Linked DNA regions of Rattus norvegicus: regions 1, 2 and 4 are each linked to region 3. Evidence: chromatin contacts called from public Hi-C and HiChIP or PLAC-seq data. All regions are on one chromosome and are shown on one strand. The core of a region is the stretch at or near the end of the contact, and the rest is flanking DNA. Distances in the headings are between cores, read along the strand shown. Region 1 holds the start of Tuba1c (tubulin, alpha 1C). Region 2 holds the start of Dnajc22 (DnaJ heat shock protein family (Hsp40) member C22). Region 3 holds the start of Mcrs1 (microspherule protein 1). Region 4 holds the start of Troap (trophinin associated protein).

The links. A called contact is a pair of places that touch in the nucleus more often than the background predicts. HiChIP or PLAC-seq counts read pairs in DNA pulled down with a chosen protein or histone mark.
Region 1: a Hi-C map of liver shows a contact between it and region 3, with 2.1 times the contacts expected there. The contact joins the promoter of Tuba1c here to the promoter of Mcrs1 in region 3. A contact is called at or near these places in 2 of 12 Hi-C or Micro-C datasets (hepatocytes and liver).
Region 2: a contact with region 3 is called in a Hi-C map of liver, with 1.9 times the contacts expected there. The contact joins the promoter of Dnajc22 here to the promoter of Mcrs1 in region 3. A contact is called at or near these places in 7 of 12 Hi-C or Micro-C datasets (the A7r5 cell line, Schwann cells, frontal cortex and 4 more).
Region 4: an H3K27ac HiChIP or PLAC-seq map of oligodendrocytes shows a contact between it and region 3, with 4 times the contacts expected there. The contact joins the promoter of Troap here to the promoter of Mcrs1 in region 3. A contact is called at or near these places in 6 of 12 Hi-C or Micro-C datasets (the A7r5 cell line, Schwann cells, frontal cortex and 3 more) and 1 of 1 datasets of contacts at active chromatin or transcription factors (oligodendrocytes).

What each region holds. Positions count from the first base shown.
Region 1 is chr7:132,069,522-132,072,564 of GRCr8, forward strand. Tuba1c (tubulin, alpha 1C) reads left to right here and starts at 1,463. Exons shown (of 4, transcript NM_001011995.1): 1 at 1,463-1,547. The coding sequence starts at 1,545.
Region 2 is chr7:132,135,226-132,138,302 of GRCr8, forward strand. Dnajc22 (DnaJ heat shock protein family (Hsp40) member C22) reads left to right here and starts at 1,583. Exons shown (of 3, transcript NM_001014204.1): 1 at 1,583-1,647; 2 at 2,997-3,077.
Region 3 is chr7:132,269,835-132,272,835 of GRCr8, forward strand. It overlaps Mcrs1 (microspherule protein 1), which reads right to left and starts at 1,699. Exons shown (of 15, transcript NM_001013106.1): 1 at 1,627-1,699; 2 at 205-324. The coding sequence starts at 214. It also overlaps a transcript of Prpf40b not described here.
Region 4 is chr7:132,112,171-132,115,231 of GRCr8, forward strand. Troap (trophinin associated protein) reads left to right here and starts at 1,318. Exons shown (of 14, transcript NM_001271243.1): 1 at 1,318-1,416; 2 at 1,662-1,810; 3 at 1,918-2,104. The coding sequence starts at 1,667.

The DNA of each region.
Region 1 (3,043 bases), core at 213-2,712, 200 kb before region 3:
ACTGAATATATGCCTATACACCAGAAGAGGGCGCCAAGATAACATCACAGATGGTTGTGAGCCATCATGTAGTTACTGGGACTTGAACTCAGGACCTCTGGAAGAGCAGCCAATGCTCCTAACCGCTGAGCCACCTCTCCAGCTCTCCACCTCAATTTTTAAAAACAAGATTCTTCACTGAACTCTGATACTGTAAGAGCAGCTGGCCCGTGAGCTCCAGACTCTTCCTGTCTCTCTCCTCAGCATGAGGACTACAGGCAAGCGCCACTACAGCTCCTTACACGTTCTCAGGGAGCCATCTATCTCCTTAGCAGGGCTGGATGGCACTTCTGAGAAATCTGCTTTGCGGAGTTGTTCAGACAAGTCTGTTTAGCGTAGGTCAGTGCTGCAGAAGTCCAACTTCTCCCACAATGGAGACGCTTACCTAATTTGTTTCCCTGAACTCTCATCTCCTCATGATTTTTAAGATGGGGACAACAACCACCGGGCTCTTGGACCAGATAGAATGTGGTACCACAGTGTGGACATTCAATTCTGCATCCCACAGAATCAGAGAAAGGGATTAGTGTGGATCGTTTGAGGCCAGTTTGAGCACTGCAACGGGAACCCATCTTTGAGGTGGGGGGGGAATGAAGTTACAAGTTCCTTTCATAATGGATCGTATCTACCAGGGTAAGGCTCTTAAAACCCGAATGTTCACTTAAAGGGGAGCTGAGGCAGACTCTGCCTTCAAAAATAAAAGGGCGCTGGGGATACGCGGGTAGATTGATATCCTCAGGACTTGGGGTGGGAGAAGAGAGGAAGGAGGGAAGGGCTAGCCTTCTAGAGGGTAGGAGTAAAAAGTGCTTAGGACCCGCTGGCGGGTATTGAGACCTAGGTTAGGAAAGATTGCCTTCAGGAGCTGCAGCCTGATGATGCTGTAACCGGCTTTGGCCTCGGCTAACTTCAGCTCCACCCTTCCCACTGTGCCGTCAAGTTAACTGGGCGTTTCCATCCTAGCCCCCTGAAGCGGTCGCAGTCACCACCCAGCCGGCAGCCGCAGGTCACCCGGTCACCTCTCAGGCTCACTCTTCCCGGCTCCAAGACCTGGGTGGGGCGACCGAGCCACAAGTGCCGTGGCGACCAGCTGTGAGTCCCCGGGGGCCGATCCAGGCCGCCCCCCTCTACCTGGGACTTTCTTCCGGTCAGAGCTCCACAAAGATCTCGCTGTCCTCCAACTTCCAATCGCCTTCTCCACCTCCTTCCCCGCCCCACCTGGCCCTGGCGTGGATCCTGGGTGTCTCCTCCCCTTCCCACTTCCAGCTCCTTCTACGGAGTTTGATTTGAACTTTCGAACTCGCCAATCATCGGCCTCCGTGCGGCCCGGGGCGGGGTCCGGTGTCCGTCCTCCCGACGCGTGGCCCGGCCAGGGTATATAAGCACTCTCCGGGAGGCGGACCTCACACAGCTTCTCCCCCGGACTCCTTGGTAGTCTGCTAGTGGGAGACCTTCGTCACCCCCCTCTTCACTTCCTCAGTTTTCGCGGACCACTTCAAGGACTAAATATGGTAAGTGTGGCTTTGGGGCAGCGGCGAGGTCGTCTGAAGGGACCGCGGGAGCTGAGGACTGCCCGGGAGACCGTACCTGCCCTAGCCCCCGACGGCCGCCTCCAGTTAAACTGGCTTCTGGCGACCAGGGTTTGAGAGCCCAAGTCCATCAAACTAGTGTCGCTTTAGGCTAGAAGACTCGTCCCGGTACCTCTGTCTCGATCGTACTGGGAGAGCATCCCGTCTAGGCCGCCAGTCGCTCTCGGAAAGACAGAGAACTTTCACAATGACCGCAAGAGTTTGCAGAAACTAAAAGCTCTTCATTTTCTCAAATGCTGTCGCTCTCTCAGCTGGGATAACCAGAGGACCTCGTGCGCTGCGGACAGGGCTGAGCAAATACTTCCGGGCACCGTCTCCACGCCCTGTGACTCGCTGCTGAGTCACCTGTGGCCAGTCCCGGGACCTTCCAGCTGTGTACCTGGGAAGGCGAGCTCCTCCGTAGGAGGGGAATAATGGACGTCAGATCCCCTAGGCCAGTCTAGTTTCTAGTGTGTTAGTTCAGTGGCATGAAAAATGTCTATAAAGATTTTTTTCTATAAAGTTAAACTACCAACAGCATTCCGTCCCCCCCCCCCCCCCCCATAAAGGGTTTCTCTGTGTAGCCCTGGCTGTCATGGAACTCACTGTGTAGACTAGGATGGCCTCCAGCTCGGAGATCCGCCTGCCTCTGCCTCCCGAGCTGGGGTTAAACGCAAGCCTAATTTTGGTTTTTGAGTGTCTTATGAAGCTCATGCCGGCCTTGAAATCACTATGTGGCCAAGCATGACCTTTCATTAAAATTAGGATCCTTCTGTCTCCACCACCAAGGCCTAGGATTACTCACCCTGGCTAACAATGCATTAGTTCAGTTTTCTCGGGACAGTGGCTGGGCTCTGGAGGCAGAGGCAGGCGAATCCTCTGAGTTCAGGTAAGCCAGGGGTACATAGTGAGACTCAGCACAGCTTGGAGGGAGCAGCTAGTTCTCTAATCTTTGGAGGCTGAGACAGGGGGATTGTTCATGAGTTTGGGGCTTCTCAGGCTCCCCGGTGAGTCCCAGGCTAGTGTGGGCTACAGAGTGACTAATTTTGGTAAAAGGCCCCTCCTTGCTAAATAAGTTTAATTATTTGGAAGACCATGTACTTAGCGTAGAAGCTACTGGGTTTTCATCAGAAGAGAAGGAAACAAAATCAGACACATGGTCAGCTGCCAATAGAAATGTAAAAGAAAACCCCATCCCGGCATAGGGCGTAGTTTCACAATCCAAGCTAACTCCATTGATCACCTTTTGACTTAGCAGCTCCTTCCCACTTGTTTCTTATGAAACAGTCAAGGTCGTCTCCCCACACCAGAGGGTTCAGCTGTTCCAGAGCAGCCCAGGGATAGTGAAAATAAGGAGCAATCATTTAAGATCTATGGAAGCTTTGGGGAGGTGGGGTATACAGTCCTCACGTAGCCCAAGCTGCCTCTAAGGATCTGAG
Region 2 (3,077 bases), core at 333-2,832, 130 kb before region 3:
GGTTCTTCTCTCGCCCCTCACCTTCCGCCACCCTCCTCCAGATGTGCCTTTTCCTTGCTCATTTCTCACTCTTTTCTCCATCCTCCACTCTTTTCTCCATCTTTTCCACGCGCTTACATTGCCCTTGGGTCTCAAGGTTCTATGGCAAAATCTGCTTCGCTCCCTCCCTAGTCCTTCCTTCCCAGGCTGGGCCCGGAGCCTTCATCCCTCCCGGGTTTCTGGCCACTTCTGGGTCCCTCCTGAGGGCCCGAGGCCTGGCTCCCCGGGGTCCCTTCCCCCTCCCGGCGTTTCCCACTGGCCTCCAGGCACCCTATCCAGTTTGTTTGTCCAGCGGCGGCGGCGGCGGCTGCTCGCGCTGTTTGCCAAGCTTAGCGCGCCGCCGCGCAGAGCGGGCCCAATTAAGTCTCATTCATTATTCAGCGCCCCTGTCCGCCCCCGTCCCCAGCCGTGGCTGGGTTGTCGTTTTGTCGCCCCTCCTTAGCCCTAAAGAGGCTATATCCCGAGCCGCATTCCCACCCCAGCTAGGGTTAGACATTGGATGAAGCTAAAACATTCTGCCTACTGTTGACAGGTGACCCTAAGTGAGGCCACCGGATTCATCCCTACCTCTAGCCAAGCCTGGGAAATCTCGTGGAGCCAAGCTTCTTTAAAAAGAAACTGAAGCCCAGGAAAGGGTGTGACTTGGCCAAGGTCATGGAGCTGCACCGGGATTGGAGCCTGGAATGTTGAAGGCATCTTGTATGCCAGCTCCCAAGCGAGAAGGCAGGTTCGTCTCCCCCTGAGTCCTAGGTTTGGCCTTACTCTTCTGATGGTATGCCTCCCCCATACTGTATCCCTGGCTGGTGTCCCCAGGATTAGAACAGCTTCGGGCTTTCTGGATTCTGGGCTATGCAGGCTCAGACTCTCGGATCTGGATGCGGAGTCCCCTGACTGGAAGGCCTAGAAGCAAAATAGTGAGGCAAAACTGGGGTCCTTGATGGGCTCTCCCTTTGCTTATGGGTGGATGTCTCTCCCTTAAGAAATTAGAAGGGATCCTATAAATGGCCGTCTTGGAGTATGGAGAGAGAAGCCTGCAGCCTGAAGTGAGACAGGGATCACCTCCCATTTGTAGCGGAGAGAAGACGAAATTGAGATTTTTAATTTTGTTGATAAGGTCGCCTTTTTTCTCCCGCCAGGTAGCCGCACAGTCCGGGCAGCTTTGACCCATGTCCCAATGTTACAAAAAGGAGATGTGGGACTTTTTAGGACTCTCCCTTCCGTAAGCGGCAGCGCCACCTGGCGGTTGTAGTGACGTGCTGCAAGAGGTGCGCTCCGCCGGGAGTGGGGCGCGGTTCCAGGTCCTACAGTAACAAACTGGGCGAGCCTGGGGAAAGCTTCCCGAAGAGTTCAGGGGAGTTGGCGAGCAGAGAAGTGCAGGACCGGAAGGTGGCTCCGAAGGGGCTGACCAGGGCTTTCGGGGCGGGGCCTGGAGGAGGTGGCCTGACTTCAGACGCACAGTCAGCACTGAGGGACAAAGTCCACTTATGTGGAAGTGGGATCAGTAACAGAGGGGCCATTTTGAATCTGTGGTCAAAGGAAATGACTGGTCTGAAGCGGCTTGGCAGCCTGAGCAGTCAGGTACTGCGGCTCTACTGGCACTGCCTGAGGGTGAGTTCGCTTGAAGTAGGTAAGACATATTGGCAGATCGATTTGATATTCTGAGGATTTTTGTAGCCTCTTTGTAGAGGCGCTTCAATCTTGTTGATAGGGGTAGGTTGGCCGGACTGTGGGGTGCTAAGGTCTAGATCAAAATGTTTTCTAGAATGTTTAAGTGGAAGGAGTTCAGGATCCCTTTCAAATTTGACTTGTGGGAGAAGAACATGGTCTGGGGAGGTGGGAAAGCTGGAGAAAGGCTAAAACCTTTGACCAGGTAATAGAGCGCGCGCGCGCGCGCGCGCGCGCGCACACACACACACACACACACACACACACACACACACTCGGTGTTAAAGGGATGAACTTGGATAAGACACTGGCTTTCAAAGCCTTCCCTGGTAAGTCATTTCTATTCCAGAGTCCGAGGGGAGGATAGAAATGTTAGCTTCTTTTTTTTCTCCTTCTTATTCTTTTTAAATTTTACTTTATGTGCTTGGGTGTTTTCCTTGAATCTTTGTGTGTGTACTGAATGCACACCTAATGCCCTGGGAGACCAGAAGAGGGCACCTATGAGCTGCTATTTGAGTGCTGGGAATTGAATCCCGGTCCTCTGGAAGAGCAGTAAGTGACCCGTGGGTCACCCTTTTAGTTCCAAGCTTCTGATTTATTGTTGTTCAGGCACCTAGTTCTTGGTGTCCCAACTGAAGTCACTTAAAACATTCTCTTCCCTGGATATGGTGGCACATGCCTATAACCCTAGCACTTGGGAAGGTGGGGGCAGGAAGATCAGGTCATCCTCAGTGATGGCCACATAAGACCAGTTTGGGGCATATAATAAGACTGCATGGGGGCTGGAGAGATGGCTCAGTGGTTAAGAGCACTGACCGCTTTTCCAGAGGTCCTGAGTTCAATTCCCAGCAACCACATGGTGGCTCACAACCATCTGTAATGAGATCTGATGCCCTCGTCTGTTGTGTCTGAAGACAGCTATAATGTAATCATATATAATAAATAAATAAATCTTTTTTTTTTTTTTTGGTTCTTTTTTTCGGAGCTGGGGACCGAACCCAGGGCCTTGCGCTTCCTAGGTAAGCGCTCTACCACTGAGCTAAATCCCCAGCCCCATAAATAAATCTTTAAATAAAAAAGAGACTGTGCCTCAAATATTAATTAATATAAGTAAATGAAAAAAGTAATTGAAGCATTTTTCTCCCCTAAATATTTCCATATCATTGTGACTGTAAATAATGGGACTGGGGTACTAACCAAAGATAGGAGACATTTAGTACCTGAGAGACCCTGAGGTAGGACTAACTTGACTTTTATTACTGCTGAGTCTTTCTCCTTGCTCCACCTCTCAGGTCCAAGGACTGTGGTGATTCTCATGGAGGACCCTGAGATTTCTGCAATCTGATCAGTGTCAAATGCCACTGGATTCGCTC
Region 3 (3,001 bases), core at 449-2,948:
CTGGGCATAACTGCTCCCTCTGCCATCAAATGCAGCTTGCCAGAGAGTCACTTGTGGCTCTGCCGAGAGGTACATGGGTGGTGCTGGCCCAGGGGGAGGTGGCAATGTCCAGCCAGGACTGAGAGACACTCGTGCAAGGCACAGGGTACAATCAGTGGCTGCTGGTGCCTGAGAGCTCGGGGAGCTGGCCCAGCCTCATACTACCTTTGTCCATCCTCTCACAGTCCCAAAGCCACTGGTTCCACACCACACGGCGAGGAGGAAGGGTCCCACAGGCTCATCCAAGGGTTCTGACCAAGTGAGCTGGGATGCTGAGAAGAGAGTCTGCAAAGGAGAAATAAGGCTCCCTCAGGCTCAGGCTTCCAACAGGCCAAACCTACTTACCAATTCCTTACTGGTGCTCATGCACCCTGTCTAAGGTAGGAAGGACAGAGGGAGTGGGGAGAGGCAAAAGCTCTATTCTCAATTGCCCCTAACAATCAGTAGCTATTGCATGGTTGGATGGGGCCCACCTTTAATCCCAGTGTGTGGAGGCAGAGGCAGGCGGATCTCTGTTGACTTTAAGGCCAGCCTGGTTTACACAGCAAGCCAGGCTATTTATTGAGTTCCTGCTCCAAACAACAAAACCAAAAAGTGTGATAAAAGATGTGGAAAAAGACGTACCAGGCTCAGAGACCTCTCTTGATTTTACCAGTAAATTCTAAATTAAGCATTTGGAACGTTAACTAGAAAGGGTCAAGGGATTCTTGGCTCATTTCTTTCCTTCAGCTGCATACTCAAATCAGTGACACCAATCTGTCTCCCAGGCCACAAGGTAGACAGAATTCCAGTGTATCGCTAACCACTTTGCTTTCCTTCCATTTGCAGCTTTTACTTAAGTGGGTGGTTCCTTCAGGAGATTAAAAAGTGGTTTGCCCTGGGTTCAGTCCCCAGCTCCGAAAAAAAGAACCAAAAAAAAAAAAGTCGTTTGGGAACTGTGTGAATATCCACAGCCTTGGCAGTCACGCTTCTAGAACCCACGGAAAACCCAGGTACTGGATTTCCAGAAGGGCTGTGAGCAGGCGCCGCCCCTCTCGACCCGGGTGTCTCTTAGAGCAAAGTTCTGGCTCTGCCCGCAAGGACGCTCCACGCCCAGCTCCGTAGGTTGCGGCTGGGAAACGTGGGTACCACAGAAGAGGGTGAAGGTGCCCAGTCCCATGAGCAACTAAGGCAAAGTGTTTGCCCTCCTTCCCATCCCTCCTCCCGCCAGAGCACACACAAGGTGAGGAACAGTTTAGGTCTGTTTCAGGGACTCTGGGGAGGAGTGGCAATTTAGTCAGCTCTTCAACTTATACTACTGCACCGATGTCGCGATCTGGCTTTGAGCCCCGCCACAGGCTGGTGGGAGCGAACCAGGACCAACTCCAAGACAAATCTCACCCCACCTCAAGCATGCCACCTTTGCGCATGCGTAACACCGCAGGCCAGGTTCTAGCCGATCGGATTTACGCATGCGCAGATTTTTCGGGGCGATACCGGGGCGGAGCCCCAAATCTTGTTGGGGGTTGTGCCCCGCGGCACATTGGGAAACTCCACTTCACCCCCAAGTCTACTCAGAACACTAGGAGACGAACCGCGGGATCTCACCATTCCTAGGCTGCCAGCTTCAACAATTTCTCCGCGGCGACGGCAGGAGCCGCAGGGCCAAAGCCGGCTTCCGTGAGACGCATCTACTTCCGGGTTGCGAACGAAGGGTTGGACGATCTATTCCGGTTCGTCCTGGACGCGTAAGTGAAAGAGGCGTGGCTGCGCGCCCTAGTGGAAACCATTTTGCGGGGAGCCGGAAATGAAACTTTGCCCGGTTGGCAAAAGCGCATAGGGAGGCACTAGGCAGTAGTTAATTATGGGAACCGCGGAGGTTTCCCGGTTGGAAAAAGCAGCGGGAGGGAGGGGCTTGTGTGACACAACCCAGGCGACGCTGGGAGAGGCGGGACCGCCTAGGAGCTGGAGTTTAATTAGGACTAAGCTTGGTTGGTCTCCCAGGACCAAATTTTGTATTGTTTTATCTGCCAGTTTTTAGATACGGTATTCTGTAAGACCGTTTGCTAAGCACACGACTGGAAGAGAGCTTGGTCTAACTGGGGGGGGGGGGATGTGTCGCCAGTATGATCCCGAAGATTCATGTCTAAGGAGGAGATGCAGGATGGTGGCCGCGTTCCTAAGGAAACACTCCGAGGAGCGGCGCCAGTCGATTACGTCAGATGGGCTCCATCTAGACTGCTGGGGGCAGTCATAGGTGGCCAGGAAACCAACCGAATCCTTTTCAGAGGACGGTGTTCCCTGAGGGAACTATTGTGAAAGAAAGAACTAGTTCCCAGAGAGCAGAAACATCCGGGCTTAGGGTCTGTGAGAGGCCTGGGAAAGCTGGGGAGACCGAACTCTAAGAGTTGTTTGTTTCATGCCTTCTCTGAGGGGCACAAAAGTGTAGCAGCTCTGTCAGGAGTAGCTCCCTGGAAGAGCGTTTGTCTAGCGTGACTGACATCCTGAACTTAAGTGTCCAGTGGACAATTTGCTCATCCTGACCCTGACAGTTTTATGATTAACCCTCAGTTTCAAGTCTTCGCTTAATATACTGTTACGGACTTATTTAACGAGTATGTATTTGCTTTATCTCTCCCAAAACAACGTTTTCTGGTATACAGTGTGATTGGTAGATTTTTGTCAGACTGGCACTAGCTAGGATCCTGGAGCTCAGTTGAGAAAATGCCTCCACCAGATTGGTCGGTAAGGCAAGTCTTGCGGTGCATTTTCTTGATTGGATAGATGTGGGAGGGCTAAGCCTACTGTGGGCGGTACTACCTACGGGCAGGTGGTTCTCTTTTGTAAATGAAGGCAGGGTAAGGAAGCTGGGTGGAGTTTGTCCTTCTTGGCTTCTGAATCCAGTGCCCGGCTTGAGGTTCCTGCCCAACTTTCCTTGGTAATAGAGTGTGACTTGAAAGTTGTGAGATGAAATAGACCCTTT
Region 4 (3,061 bases), core at 68-2,567, 160 kb before region 3:
GTTTATCAGAATATATTGCATAAAAATTATTTCTGGTGAGACGGTTCAGAGGTTCAGAGGTTACGAACACTGGCTGCTCTTCTAGAGGTCCTGAGTTCAATTCCCAGCAACCACATGGTGGCTCAAGACCATCTGCAATGGGATCTGGTGCCCTCTTCTGGCATGTAGCTGTACATGCAAATAGAGCATCCCTACATTAAAAAAAATATATAATATTATATATTATATATATAATTTTAAATATTTTTCAACTAAAATCATATGTATTTAAAATAAAAAGACTGGAGGGGTTGGGCAAGGAGACTATTTGGAAGACAATGGCTTTCTAGACCAAGCTGGCTGTCTTTGCGTGCTACGCTTTGTCTGGCTAAACAGCTGAGTAGATGCTCTAAGATATGAAGTCCGTAGGTGTGAAAAGAGATGGTGTATGGAAGGGGAGATCCGGAAGCACTTGTTCCTGGCTTGCTTATCAGTGTCCTTTAAACTCCAAACGGATGTCTATGCAGCGGGTGTGCAATCCTTGCACAATGGAAGCTGAAGCAGGAAGCTGCGAGTTTGAGGCCAGTCTGGGATAGAAAGAGCTTTTGTGTGTGCGCGGGTGGAATGAGACATTTGTCTATTCTCATATCCATCATCTGCCAATGAGTAGCGGGTGAGCCCTCCAGACAAGTGGAAGGCAACCTGAAGATGCAGAGATCTCCCCACACTCGAGGAGCCCCTTCAATTCTGAATAACAAAACTCCAGCCACCCTGGGTCTGACCACACCCCACCAGGTTGTGGGGTCCGAGTGGACAAATGATTTCTTGGCTCCTCGTTCTTGATGGGTTCAGTTCGGTTACCTCCAGCCCTCTCGCCCATCAGGTTCCTCATCCCCCTTAAGAAGTGCCCATGCTTCCTGAAGTGTTTCCCAAAACCCGGCCTTGCACTGCGTTCAGAGTCTGGTCAATAGTGTGCTCGATGGCCATTCTTTCCCACAATTCCGCGGCCTTCAAGAGAGGACAGACCTCGCTCGGCTGGCTCCTGATCTCGCGAGAGTACTGTAATGCCCGTTGCAGCCCAGAGTCGCCTTCCCGGGCTTCAGAACAGCATCCTCCCTGGCTGTCCCCCAATCCGGCCACTCGCGCTCCGTTTTCGGATTGGCTGAAGAGCTGGTCAGTTGTTTTCCCATCCAGAAAACGTTTCGGCGACTTGTCCCTCTCTGGCCCCGCCCTCGAAGCCTGCGGATTGGTTGGCTGCGTGTGACGTCACGCGCCTTCGCGTCAGCGGGAACTAGCCAATCACAAGCTTGGCGTATTTTACAAACCGGGGAAGCCTCAGCAGCAGCAGCAGCAGCAGCAGCAGCAGCAGTAGAAATCCAGAAAATCGGCGAAAAAAACCTGAGAAAGTAGAGGTGACCCCGAGGAGCTCCTGGAATGGTGCGGCACGGGGATCTTAGGGGAGTCCTGCCGAGGTTCCTGGGGAGGAGAGCAGTTTGGGGCGAGATAGCAGTCTTGGGTTTCTGGAGGAGTCGCCAGGAGAGAGGCCTTGCTGCCGGTGTGGGCTTCTAGGCACATGGATTAGGACCAAGGGAGAAAAATCAGGGATATCAGCACCCATAGCCTGAGAATGATTTGCTTCGTTCCTCAGTCCTGTCTGCCTTTTTCTCTCGTCTCAATTATAGCCGCCATGACTACCCTCCAAACCAGTAAGGACCCGCACCTCCGAGGTGTATCTCCCAACCCTAGCAAAATTCCAGTACTCTCTCAAAGATGCTCGGATTTTTCCTCAGCCAAGTCGGGCTCTCTGGACCAGGAGAACCAAGATCCAAGGGTAAGAGGGGCATGATGGGTGAAAAGAGTAACCACAAGGAGGCAGCTCCCGTCTGCACTGAACCCCCACCTCCGCGCTGAACCCCAACTTTTTCCCTCTCCCCTCAGAGATCAGCGAAGAAACCACTGCACCGTACTCAACGTCCCCTCACTGACACGGCAGGCCTCAGATCGAAAGCCCTGCACCAGACAGAAAAATCACAAAGACTGAGGATCACTCAGCCGCGGAACCCTTTGGAGGAACTCAAGCCTAGCTCTGGGGGATCAAATGTGGGGCTCACCCATCCCCAGACAGGTACCTGTTGGAGGCCGGGGGACAGCCTACTTGGCGGAGCAAGGATGAGAGACACAAAGTGGGGGTTTTGTATGCCTTCTGGTCTCTTGCATACTGTAAGAGTCCTGGGCCTTGTCCCGGAAGCTCTGTGCTCTATGAAGCCATTACAGCTAAGTGCCACCTTTTGCCTGGCATGGTGACTCATGCCTCTAATCCCAGCACTTTAGGGGGCAGAGGCAGGTGGTCTCTGTGAATCGGAGGCCTTGTCTATATAGTGAGTTCCAGGCCTACACAGTGATATCCTGTCTCAAAAGAAAAAAAAAAAAAATCAACCATCAGTCACATCTTCTGGGCCTTTTCAGCAACCCCAATCAGGACAGTCACCATCAATCGCTCAGCTAAACTGAGTCTTTATAATCTGCCCAAACTTCAGCTTTAACTTCTTCCTTTCAATAATAGTTTTATATTTAAAGATTTATTTTTATTCTGTGTGAGTCCATGCAGTGCCCATGGAGTTCAGAAGAGGACATCAGAATCCCTGGAGCTAAAGTTATAGCCGGCTGTGAGCTATAATTGGCTGTGGGTGCCGGAAATATAACCCAGGTCTCTCAGAAGAACAATGGCTCTTAACCAATAAGCCATCCCTCTAGCCCCTAAGAAGAGGTTATTTTTAATGGTGTATGTGTGGGTGTATGTGATGCTCGTAGAGGACAGGCATTGGATTGTCTTAGAGCTGGAGTTCCAGGCCAGCCACCTGACATAGATGCTGAGAGCTTAAGACCAGTCAGCCCTATGCAAGAAGAGTAACGGTGTGTTCCTAGTCCTCACGGCCTCCCTCCAGCCCCCGGTGATATGCTCTGTATGGCAAAACCTTTGTTTTATTTTATACCCCACTGTCCAGAGCAAAGCCTTACATGAAATTCTTTAAACATTGGTGAGCTTAGGTTCAACCCAATGATCTCTTTCTGTCTCTCAAGA